Regions from separate parts of the Zea mays genome. Here all the other regions are linked to region 3. A link is a contact called in public Hi-C data. All regions are on one chromosome and are shown on one strand. Each heading gives the region's core, a stretch centred on a gene start, on an enhancer-like site or on the middle of the called end of the contact. The rest is flanking DNA. Distances are from core to core; before and after follow the strand shown. Region 1 has its middle 39 kb from the start of LOC111591043. Region 2 holds the start of LOC103648830. Region 3 has its middle 30 kb from the start of LOC109944013.

Evidence for each region. A called contact is a pair of places that touch in the nucleus more often than the background predicts.
Region 1: a contact with region 3 is called in a Hi-C map of ear, with 2.2 times the contacts expected there. The contact joins two enhancer-like sites. A contact is called at or near these places in 7 of 25 Hi-C or Micro-C datasets (bundle sheath, ear, leaf and 2 more).
Region 2: a contact with region 3 is called in a Hi-C map of ear, with 2.2 times the contacts expected there. The contact joins the promoter of LOC103648830 here to the enhancer-like site in region 3. A contact is called at or near these places in 2 of 25 Hi-C or Micro-C datasets (ear and leaf).

Annotation. Positions count from the first base shown.
Region 1 is chr2:107,332,021-107,335,550 of Zm-B73-REFERENCE-NAM-5.0, forward strand. No RefSeq gene overlaps it. Among protein-coding and RNA genes, the nearest start is that of LOC111591043, 39 kb to the left of the region's middle. Within about 2 kb of position 1,846, at least 16 of the 20 cell types and tissues checked have an H3K27ac peak or open chromatin away from gene starts, as enhancers often do. A contact at or near this core is called in bundle sheath, ear, leaf and 1 more, where this site is marked.
Region 2 is chr2:107,212,203-107,215,896 of Zm-B73-REFERENCE-NAM-5.0, forward strand. LOC103648830 reads right to left here and starts at 1,500. Exons shown (of 1, transcript XM_020548376.3): 1 at 1-1,500. The coding sequence starts at 1,014.
Region 3 is chr2:107,704,411-107,707,654 of Zm-B73-REFERENCE-NAM-5.0, forward strand. No RefSeq gene overlaps it. Among protein-coding and RNA genes, the nearest start is that of LOC109944013, 30 kb to the left of the region's middle. Within about 2 kb of position 1,896, at least 16 of the 20 cell types and tissues checked have an H3K27ac peak or open chromatin away from gene starts, as enhancers often do. A contact at or near this core is called in bundle sheath, ear, leaf and 1 more, where this site is marked.

The DNA.
Region 1 (3,530 bases), core at 596-3,095, 370 kb before region 3:
ATTCCATAAATTACTCATATGAGGGTCCGAGCCGCTCATGACCGTGAGCACGGCTGATATACCAGTTTTACACTCTGCAGAGGTTGCACATCTTTACCCACAAGACATGTTCCCTTTGTCGCCTCGGGTTGATCAAACCCTTAAACACTACCAAGGTGAGTAGGCGAGGTTACATTGTGAGGCCTTTACAAAGTTCCACTAGAGGAGAGAACCGCTAAAGTTTCCGGGCCAAAAACGGTATAGGAATCCCTCGTCCAAAAAGCTAAACAGACAGTCCGACCCGAGAACCTCCCTACACCTGCATCCTCCACCTCGCTTGCCCCTTTTAGGAAAAGGTTAATACACACTAGCTTTCCTAATTAATTCGCCAAGTACGTCCCATTCCACCCTTGTGGTAGCACTGTTTTCTTGGGTGGTCACTCCATGTTCCAATTAAAATAATAATCAATACTCCATAGACAATAAATAGCATGATCATGAATAATATGTATCTTAACACACAAAACTACATAGAGCAATAGCAAATACTACCCCAAAAGTTCAGGTGTGAGCAAAGTGTAAAGTAGACCAAACTAGGGTGACCTATTGGGTCCCATCAAAATTAACCTGAGCATGTCATAGTAATTAATTGGAACATTATTAGGTAAAGAAGAGTGATCAAGGGCAACTTTCCTTCAACGAGCTCCTGCTCAATATTTTCCACCTGCTGAGTTCTGGGTTCCTCGGTCACTCGCTCGTCTACTCACAACAATAAAAACAAACATGATATAGGAAAAATTAACATCACACCAAACATGAGAACAAACTACGTAATAATGTTCTACACGTTGCTACGAGATCGTAGGTTCGAGAACCTATAAAATCAGAGTTACAGTTGTGAAGATATGATTTCCTGAAGTTTTGTGTGCTGGGACAATTTAAACATAGGCTAAACCAATTAAGTGCTCGATTTTGACAACATGTTACATACCAACATAAGGTTACTAGATTGTAGTTAATATTAATACGAACCTAATGCAACTGGTACGAGTCAAAAAGGAGATAAAATGAATTAATTATGAATTAAACAAGATTCTAGAATTATTTCTATACTAGAAACCATTTGCTATATTAATTTATTCGATTTATTTACTCTCTCGGGTGTGGGTAGTAATTCCAGGAAATTTTGGGTTCAAATCATAAATATCAGGACCTAGTTTTAATTATTTCCTAACTGATGTGGACGACGGGTTGATTCGCTAAAACCCGAGGGTGTCTTTAGAAAATAAACTCTGGGTTGTGTTACATGACAAAAGAGAGAGGAGAGGATGACAAATGTCTGGGACATCAACTTACTCGTGGACACGTAGTAGGGACACCTCTCCCCGACGAGCTTGCGACCGAGCGGTCGATCTCTACTCCGGCGAGCAATCAACGGGGATCCGACCAATCCCAACGCCCGGGAAGGTCACCAACGCGCGCGGGTGGCAATGCCATCCTCCCCAGACCAGAGCAGCGCATTGAGGCTTAGGTGGTGGCGCAAGCACGCGCTCGCCAGCGATAGAGTCTTCTCTATCTTTCCCTTCTTCTCTGTTGCCCTCTCTCAGTGGTGGCGTGATGTCGTCGAAGGATGCGTGGGTGATGGCGTCTGGCTCACGCCTTTATAGCCCTGTGAAGTCGGTCCCAGGCTACGAGCAACGGACTTCAGATTCCATGGAGCAAGGGATGGCGCGACGAGTTTGTTAAAGGAGAAGAACACGAGGAGGATGTTGCGCCTGACGGAGCGGTCCCACAGTTCAGTGGAATAGGCCGCGACCGGGGTGTGCACACGAGCGGGCAAGTTCGAGCATACGCTAGGGTAGTGGCTGTCAAGTGGGACCCATGGTCCAGTGATTCACGCGTGCGAGGAGTGAACAACAGATGTGTGCGCCGTGTGGGTTGCTTCGAAGGGAGACTGGGCCGAGAGAGGGGAAAACAGAGTGGGCCGCCGGGATAGGTTACGTCCCAAGCTTAGGCAACAAGTGAGTTTCTCCTTTCACTTTTATTTTTCTGGTTTCATTTTCTATTTCCTTTCAAATTACAAATTCAAATGTGGTTTTGGTTGGCAAATTCAAATATTAATGCAATAAACAAGAAAACCCAACATGAGATAAAAAGAGGATTTTATGTATTTATTTATGGTTCTATTCATTTAGATGAATGCTTCTAAATGTGAAATCAATTAAAGAAATATTCACTCAAATAAAAACAAATATATCTACCTTTGTTTTTTGGTCTTATTTTGTTGTTATACTCTTTTTTTTTCTAAATTCCAATTTCAATCAAACTTTAATATTACTATGTATTTATTTGAGGAACCCACTTCAAAAATAAGGAAATCCTAATAAAAGAACATTTTTAACTTTGATTGATTGGTGAGTATTACTAGACTACCAAAATGGTATTTTGGGTGTTACACATATGTTGAAATTAGAAGTGTAATATATGAAAAGAAAATGTTCAAATCATAATTTGTCTGTAATAGTAGCATAGTCAATCATAGCGAAAAAACGAAGGTGATCAAGTTCCTCATCATAGTCTTCATCCTCACCTTCTTCTGATCAAAATATTAGCAAGGGTGAGTACACTTATAGTTGTTACTTAGCAAGTGGGGTGAAGATGCATAACTATCAAGGATAGCTAGGGTTTGGATCATGTCGCTGGCGCGATCGAGAACTGGTGGGACACGTGTCTAGGACGTGGAGGACACGCATGCGGTGCGCTACTCACGGTGGTTTCAGTGGTTGAGCCTCAAAACCACCCAGCGCTACGGAGGGCTAGTTTCACCGAGTTTGGGCCTCAAAACTCGGTGGTGCGGTTCTGGTGGGAACCAGAGGCGGTTAGAGTACCTAGAGGGGGGGGGGGTGAATAGGTGATCCTGCAAAAATGCTTCAAACAACAAAACTTGGTCTATAAAAGGTGTTAGAATAAACTAAAACCAAGTTTGGATGAGAAGAGGAGAGAAAAATAGACTCTTCACTTGATTGCTCTCTTGAGATGTGTGTTAAACTAGGAGCAATATGTAAGTGAAGTTTAAGCACTAAGGAAGACAGAAATCACAGTAAAGTAAAGTGGACAAGAGACACGGTGATTTTTCCCGTGGTTCGGCCAAAGCCTACTCCACGTTGTGGTGACCTCCTTTGGTCAAGGGTTGAACTCAACCCCTCTCAAGTGACCCAAAGATTAAACTTGAGTGCCATGGTATTCTTCCTTATATCTTAACCAGTTTGTGAGGATTCTCCACAAGATTGGAGTCTCTCATGGCCTTACACAAATGATCACAATTGAACTTAGAGTAAGGGAGGGAGTAAGAGTATGCACACAAGAGCACAACACAACAACACACACACACAAAGCAAAGACGATAGCGCAAGAACAAAATGATAGAGTTACAGCTCAGAAAAGCACTTAGATCTCTCTCAAATCATTGAACGACGTGGTTGCAGAGTGTCTGAGTTGTAGTAGCTTCTCCATGGTGCCTAGGGGTCCCTTTTATAGCCCTAATGGGCCTA
Region 2 (3,694 bases), core at 250-2,749, 490 kb before region 3:
GAACCCATCGTTCCATGACGCCGAGCTGCTCAGGCTCAAGCACTCCATGAGCATCTTCCCCGGGCTCGCTCCACAGCCTGACCGAAGATTCACTGGCCGCGACATGTCCGGATCGACTCTGGAAACCGGCCCTGAGTTGCCGCAATCACTGAGATCGCTTCGGACGGGGCCTGAGTTTGCTGTTATTGGACCGGAGAGCCGCCGGCTCTGGTCGCATTGCCTCGACGACTCGCTGGACGGCGTGGCCAGCAGCAGGTCGAGCCCCAGCATGGGGTCGCCGAACACGAGGCGGATGCGGGCGTAGATGGCGCAGGCGGCGCGCGCGAGCAGGAGCACGGCCTTGTCGTAGGTCCAGTTCCAGAGCGAGGCGTCCCTGAGGCGGCGCACGTCGTGGCGGCGCCACCGCGCCCGCTGCTCCAGCGCGCGGCGGGCCTCGTCGGTGGGCAGCTTCCGCGCCGACTGCTCCAGCTCGGTGAGCGCCTCGAGCGCGGCGTAGAGAGCCGCGGTGGCGGCCGCGAGGCGGTCGAGCCTGCGCACGAGCGACGCGGCGTCGGACGCGGAGGCCACGGCGAAGAGCGCGCCGGTGGCGCCGGAGCGGCCGGCGAGGAGGTCAGCGTAGACGTGGTCGAAGCCCACGAGCGGCGGCGCCGTGCAACGGCGGCCGAGGCGCGAGGCCACGGCCGCGACGCGGTTCAGCGCGTCGAGCTTCTCGGCCAGCGCGAGCGCCAGGAGGCGCGCGTCGTCGCCCGGGACCAGCGCGCGCACGGCGCGGGAGCCGAGGCAGAGCGGCCCGAGCAGGCGCGCCGCCTCGGCGTCGGAGAGCGAGCGGTACAGGTTCGCCGCGCGCGACATGGCGTTGGCCACCTCCAGGGACAGGATGCCCAGCCTGCCGTCGCCCGCCGCAGCCGCGCCGCCCTTGTTGGCGCTCGCCGCCGCCGGCCGCGCCTTCTTGGAGGAGGAGGACGACGACGTCGCCATGGAGAGCACCTTGTGCACCAGCGGCTCCGCCACCATGACTCCCTCCGCTCCGGTCGCGTCGTCGAGAGGAGTAGCCAAGAAGGAAGGGTGTGTTTGAATTGGAACGCTGGGATTTCGTGCGTGACTGGCTAGGCGCCCTCGGTCAGCAGCAGCAGCAGTGTGAGGGAGGAGGGAATTAATGGCGGGCCAGAGCACGTAGAGATGTCAACACTCCGAGACAAGGCAAGGCTGGCACTTGTAGAATGGAAAACCGAAAAAGGAGAACAGCATTTCTCGGATGGTGCGCCAAGAACCCCAAGGTGGAGAAGTGGAGATGGAGGTAGAAGGAACGAACGAACGACAGCAAGGGGACGAGGAGGAGTGAGACGAAGGTAGTAGCTACGACGAGGTGTGAGATCTGGATGCGAGAGGTGACGCCATTGATGCGCGGCCCCAACTCCTGGCTGGTGTGGTGGCATTAAATTGGAGCGGGAGGAAGGCAACAAAAGCAAGCAGCCGAAGAGCTCGCCTCGCCTGCCTCTGCAGCCGAAGCGAGCGAGTCATCATGGAGATGGACTGGTGCAGTGGTTGCCTCTGCTTCTGCAAATCTGCACCCGGCCCGGGTAACTTTCCCGGTTCCCTTTTCCGTTTCCGTTTCCCAATTCAATTCCATTTTCATTTCCATACCCACGACTACTGGGGCCATGGACTATGTGGGACCAAATTGTCAGTGGGGTTGGAGACCGTGTGTTGGGTTCTGGATGGATAGAGTGGAAGGAAATTTGCTTCACTTTGCGAGGAGGGGTTCGAAAAGTCGGGTAGCACTTCTGGAGCAAGTAAACCTACCGCAACATTACTTTTGTGGTGATTGAGACGAAAACGGATACTTATTTAGATATTTTATCTTTTTCCCCACTGTGAATAAATAGGATACAGGATCTATAACACAAATTTATATTTTTACTTTTAACATTAAGCTTATATATATTTATAAAAGATAAATCTCATGTTCATTATCTTCTCAAATGATAGTTATAAAATTCGATACAAATTCGAATAATTTCCACCTTATTGTTGTTGTAGGGAGCAAACAATGTATAAAACAATTTATATAAAAAATATTCTTATTTGTAATAACGCGTTCGATAACATAAAAAAAGATCGACATCAAATTTCATATATGTCTATTTTAAAATCTTAAAAAATGTTAAATTTGTCCTAACAATTCGGTTATCCACGTTCATCGCATTTGCGTGTTTCCAATCATCTCATCTCATTTACGTGTTTCCAAAGATGTGTTTGGTTTAGATACTAATTTGTTTAGTCACAAAATTATCAAACACATGGACCGGTCCATTTCCAAATCTTCATATCTAATTGTTAGCCAACTAATAAATTGTTAGTTGAATTAGTTGACTAACTATTAGTTAGGGTTGCTCTAAACCTAAATTTAATGGATTATTATAATAAGCTAAATGTACTTACTACCCGTCTCTTTTTCTAATAAGCTAATAGATAGAAACGACCATGGAAAATTTGATCATCAACGACCTATTAGCTGGTTTTATTTGAGTTGAGGTAGCTAACAACTAATTGCTATTTAGGGGTATAGCTAACAATTAGTTTGTCTATTAGCTGACTCGTTATAAATCTCTCAGCCATTTTTAGCTACTAACTAGTAGTTTTAGAGTTTGGAATGTTCTAAAAGGAGACTAAACCATTTTAGTCTCTAATCACTCGAGGGGTGACTAAAAAGAGACTAAATTGTTCCTTTTACCGTCATTATTTCTCCTTTATTGCGATGTCCAGGTATGAGCGAGAGAAGACTGATTGGTTGAATCACAATCCGTCCGTTTGGTTGGTTGTACGGGGCAGAAACTGCATCCACAAATCTTGAAAACATATTTTGTTTGTTTTACTTCTCTGCATAACCAGACTGAGTGGGTGCAAGAAACAACAGCGAGCCAGGCCTGTAAAAAACAGTCGCTCGGCGCGTACGCGCGCGTGCAGGCGCGGTGCAGCCACGCTCGTACGGACCAGGTGCGCGCGGTGCAGCCACGCTCGTATGGACCAGGCTGGCACCGTCCAACAACTAAACAGCCGGAATATGTGTTTTCTCATGTTGTGTTGATCACTTTAATCCCTAAAATAAACTAGGTATGGAGGGGGCAATTATAAGTGTATCCATCGTATTTTCCTATCTATCCATCTCCCCTCTCCTACCGCGGAAAAATAGTACAAGGAGAACAAGAAAAACAAAGGGTACTGCTAACGTGTGGGATCATTCCCAGCGCTGAGACATGATCCCCAAAGAAAAGTTGCTCTTGGAAAATGATTATGCGAATGACAGCAGCTCAAGTGATGTAACACTCCAAGCAAACCAAAAAAATGCTATGGCTACACCATATCCCTATTCTTTTTTCGTGTGTTAGGTTGTTTTCGTTGGATAGCACTATTTATAGAGTGAAGTTTAAAATGAGAAATTAAATAGGGGATCTGCTAGATATGACCTTACTCATCCTCGCTAAGCATGCTCTAACCTGCTCTAACCAAAATAAGGGCTTCTTAGCAAGCACGCGGAAACTGAATCAGTATTTATTTATATAAAAAATACGCATTCCAAAGAAGGCTTCATATAATTATGTTAGGTACCGTTTGGTTTATACATTTGTAACGTAATGGGTAACTGATAACGTTAAATCATGTTTGTTTTAGTCCCACCGTAATCAGATACCAC
Region 3 (3,244 bases), core at 646-3,145:
GACCTTAGTAATGAGAACAAGTTTCATAAAGTGGGATAGACTTGGTGCTACACAAATTTGGGAGAGAAGTTAGTTCCAAGATGGGCTGTCAGGTTGCTTTGATTGAAATTTTGTTCAGTTCTGTGAAACTGAAATTCAGTAAAAGGTACTGAGTTTGGAGCTCTTTTGTGACCAGTGCATGAGCATTTGGACTAGAAAATCTATAGAAAAGTCAAAGACCAAGTATAGGGAAAAAGTTTCATACAAGGAGTTAGCCTTGCTGCTATGTAAAATTTGGAGATAATGGTACTGCAATCCTCTATGTCTGGTTTGGCATGGAGCTGTATCAGTTAGCTGAAATTGTAGTGTTTCAGTGTTTGTACTAAATTTTGGATCACCACAACCTTTGTTCTATATCATTTCAACCATCAGTTGCTATACAAAAGAGATAGAGATATCAATAGAGAATAGATTGGTTAAGGAAAGTGGGTTTGTTGTTGAGGGAAATTGGGAGTTACGAAGCACTGAACAGAGGGAGAGGAATGGAGCAACGGTAGATGAATCTAGAGATCTGAAAATAGGTTCAGTGAAATGTGGCTAACTCTTAGACACCATAACTTGTGATACATGCAGTTTGGATCCTAGATTCTTGTAACAAACTTGAAGAGTCTTAGTCAATGAACAAGTTTGATTATAGGGGACTGGTCTGTCCTTAACAGGAATGAGGAGAAAAGGGGGGCTGAATAGGGAGGATCAGGCTAGCTAAAGCAATTCAGTGCTTCCAAAATATCTGAAGAAGATTTTTTTCCCTGCAGAAAATATCAAACCTTTGGATGTGTTTGAGCCTGCCGCAGTGGAATTTTTTTATCCGTCCTTCCTCTGTCTGTATTACTGGACAGTGGATATTTGTGGGCAGTGAACCTTATCTGCTCTATTCCCTATTTGAGTAATTGGACAAGTTGATATTTTGGGCTGAAAGTGCTGACTAGGTTCAGTGTTATGGGTGTGTCTGTGCATCTGTGAGGAACTTGAGCATGAAAGACACGTAGGGGATGTCCATGTACTGCTGGCACCCTGGGAATACATTTGCACTGAATTTGTGCAAGTCCAGGGACACCTGCCCCACTTTAGCTGCCATAAAAGACATGGTTCAGTGAACTTCTTTCCCTGAGTTCCTTGCAGCGTGTGGTCCCTATGCCTTCAGGTTCGTGTAGCTTCTCCTTTCCCCAGCCATCATTGTGCTCTATCCAGAGCTGCACGCGCCAAACTCCTATGAGTTGTGACCACGCCTACCAATTTGTCACCTCGCCGTGGCCAGGCTAACTCAGGCAAGTATTGGTCTTTGTTGTGCTTGTTCCATGTCCCCCTTAGATCAGTGAAGCTCACCGAGCTGTTATCCCTAACGATACTGTCATGTTTTGGCCGGAACAAGAGCGCACCGCCGCAGACTGACACCGTGAACAGCTCCGCCGTCGCCCGACCGACTTGCTTCGTCCTCGGCCGGTTTTCCGCGAGCATAGGAATCTAGGTATGTCACTGATGCTACCCGTGGTGTTTGGTTAAACTTTACTATAGAGGTGGCTCAAGTACGTGGTCGCCGTACTTAGCTCGCTGTCATGGCCGTCGGCGGCATAGGTCCAGTGCAGTAGTGGTTCGATTCTTGAAGTATATTTGACGGGTATACCTCAGGGTCGGAGTTAGGGTGCTGGTCCTCGCTGAGGAACTCACCGGCGACGGGATCGGGTGAGCACGGCCAGGTGTTCAACCTGTGCTAACCGTTGGAGTGGAGTCATGGCCGAGACCTTGTGAATAGAACAAAACCAAGGGGTTTAAGTGTGGTAGTCACTGACTCTGGTGAACAGTGGGGGAAGCTTGGATTGGTTTAACTAGACCGCGGGGTCTTTTGTGCAAAAGCCGGGCGCGCGGGCTCCCCAGCCACGGGCCAGATCTGCCCGATGTTGGGCCAGCTGGGCTGGTCGTGGTCCAATACTGTTCATAGTTTGGTCTTTTCTTTAACACAGAACTTATAAATTGTGCCATAAGTTGTAGAAAAATCCAAAAATAGCAAGACAAATTTTGTTGGATGTCTAAATTCATGTGCTCTCTGGTAAAGTTGGATTTAGGATTTTTAGGGCAATTATAAAACATTAAGTGAATTAAAGGTGCTCTGGGAAGGACTGTTTGAATTTTAGAAATAAGAATATAGCACCAGAAATTGTGAAAATTCTTGGAGAATCTAGTTATTAGAAGCTGAAACTGTGGGCAAAAATTTGGAACTATTAGGATGTGATTTGCTTAGTAAACTAATTATTGCCCAAAAAGAAAAGGACTTCACCTATGGAATGAGGACACCTAATAGTTTAGTGAAGTGATGAAGTTGCTTAAGAAGTTTTAAGCTTTTGGATGAGATCTAAGATAGGTTAGTTCTCTGGTTTGTCTAAGTAATTCAATTTGGTCACTTTTAGCAAGTGTTGGTGGTGTAGAACCATGTGTATGCTTGTCATGTGTTTTAGTTTGTGGTGTTTATGTTCCCCACCTCTCCTTGTGAGAGTTTGCATTTCATATCATTGCATAAGCATACATGTATTTGTAATTGACTTGTAGAACACCTAGAAGAAGTGGTGTTTGAAGGAGGAGTCTACTCCAGTGTCTGTTGATCAAGTGGAGGAGCCATCTAACTGGGTATTTGATAGAGGGATCTAGAACCACTTCACTGCAACAAAGGCAAGCCCCGGTGCATGCAACCTTTCTTGTGTTTTTAAATGATTTTTACACACTTTAAGTCTAGTGAAATGTGCATTAGGTTTATAGGAGTTGCTTGGAAACCCTTTGATGCATTGGCTACCTTGAAATCCACTCCTTTATAGATACTGCTAATGAAGTATCAAAATACGATTTAAAAAAATGCTTAGCCCTGCTTAGATCTTGTGGATAGAAGTTGTCTTTTGCAATAATGCCTAGCTCAAGGGTTATCCTGAGAAGGATGGCTTCTACCTGCAAGAATATTTTCATTGGGAGCATGGCGGGATCTTACTGCAAAGTTCCCTATATTGATCTTTCCATCCTTAGGAACACAAAACAATCCTGAGGGTGGAAGTACTTAACTCGAGACTTGGGCTAGGAACAGGTGATGCTCCACCCAGGTTAATTAAGGATTGGATACTTATGTAGGCCTGTATGATCAAGGACTATCTTAACTGGCCACATACCCTGAATATGGGACAGGGTAAACTTGAACCCGGTTATTCCATATGTGAAAAGACAA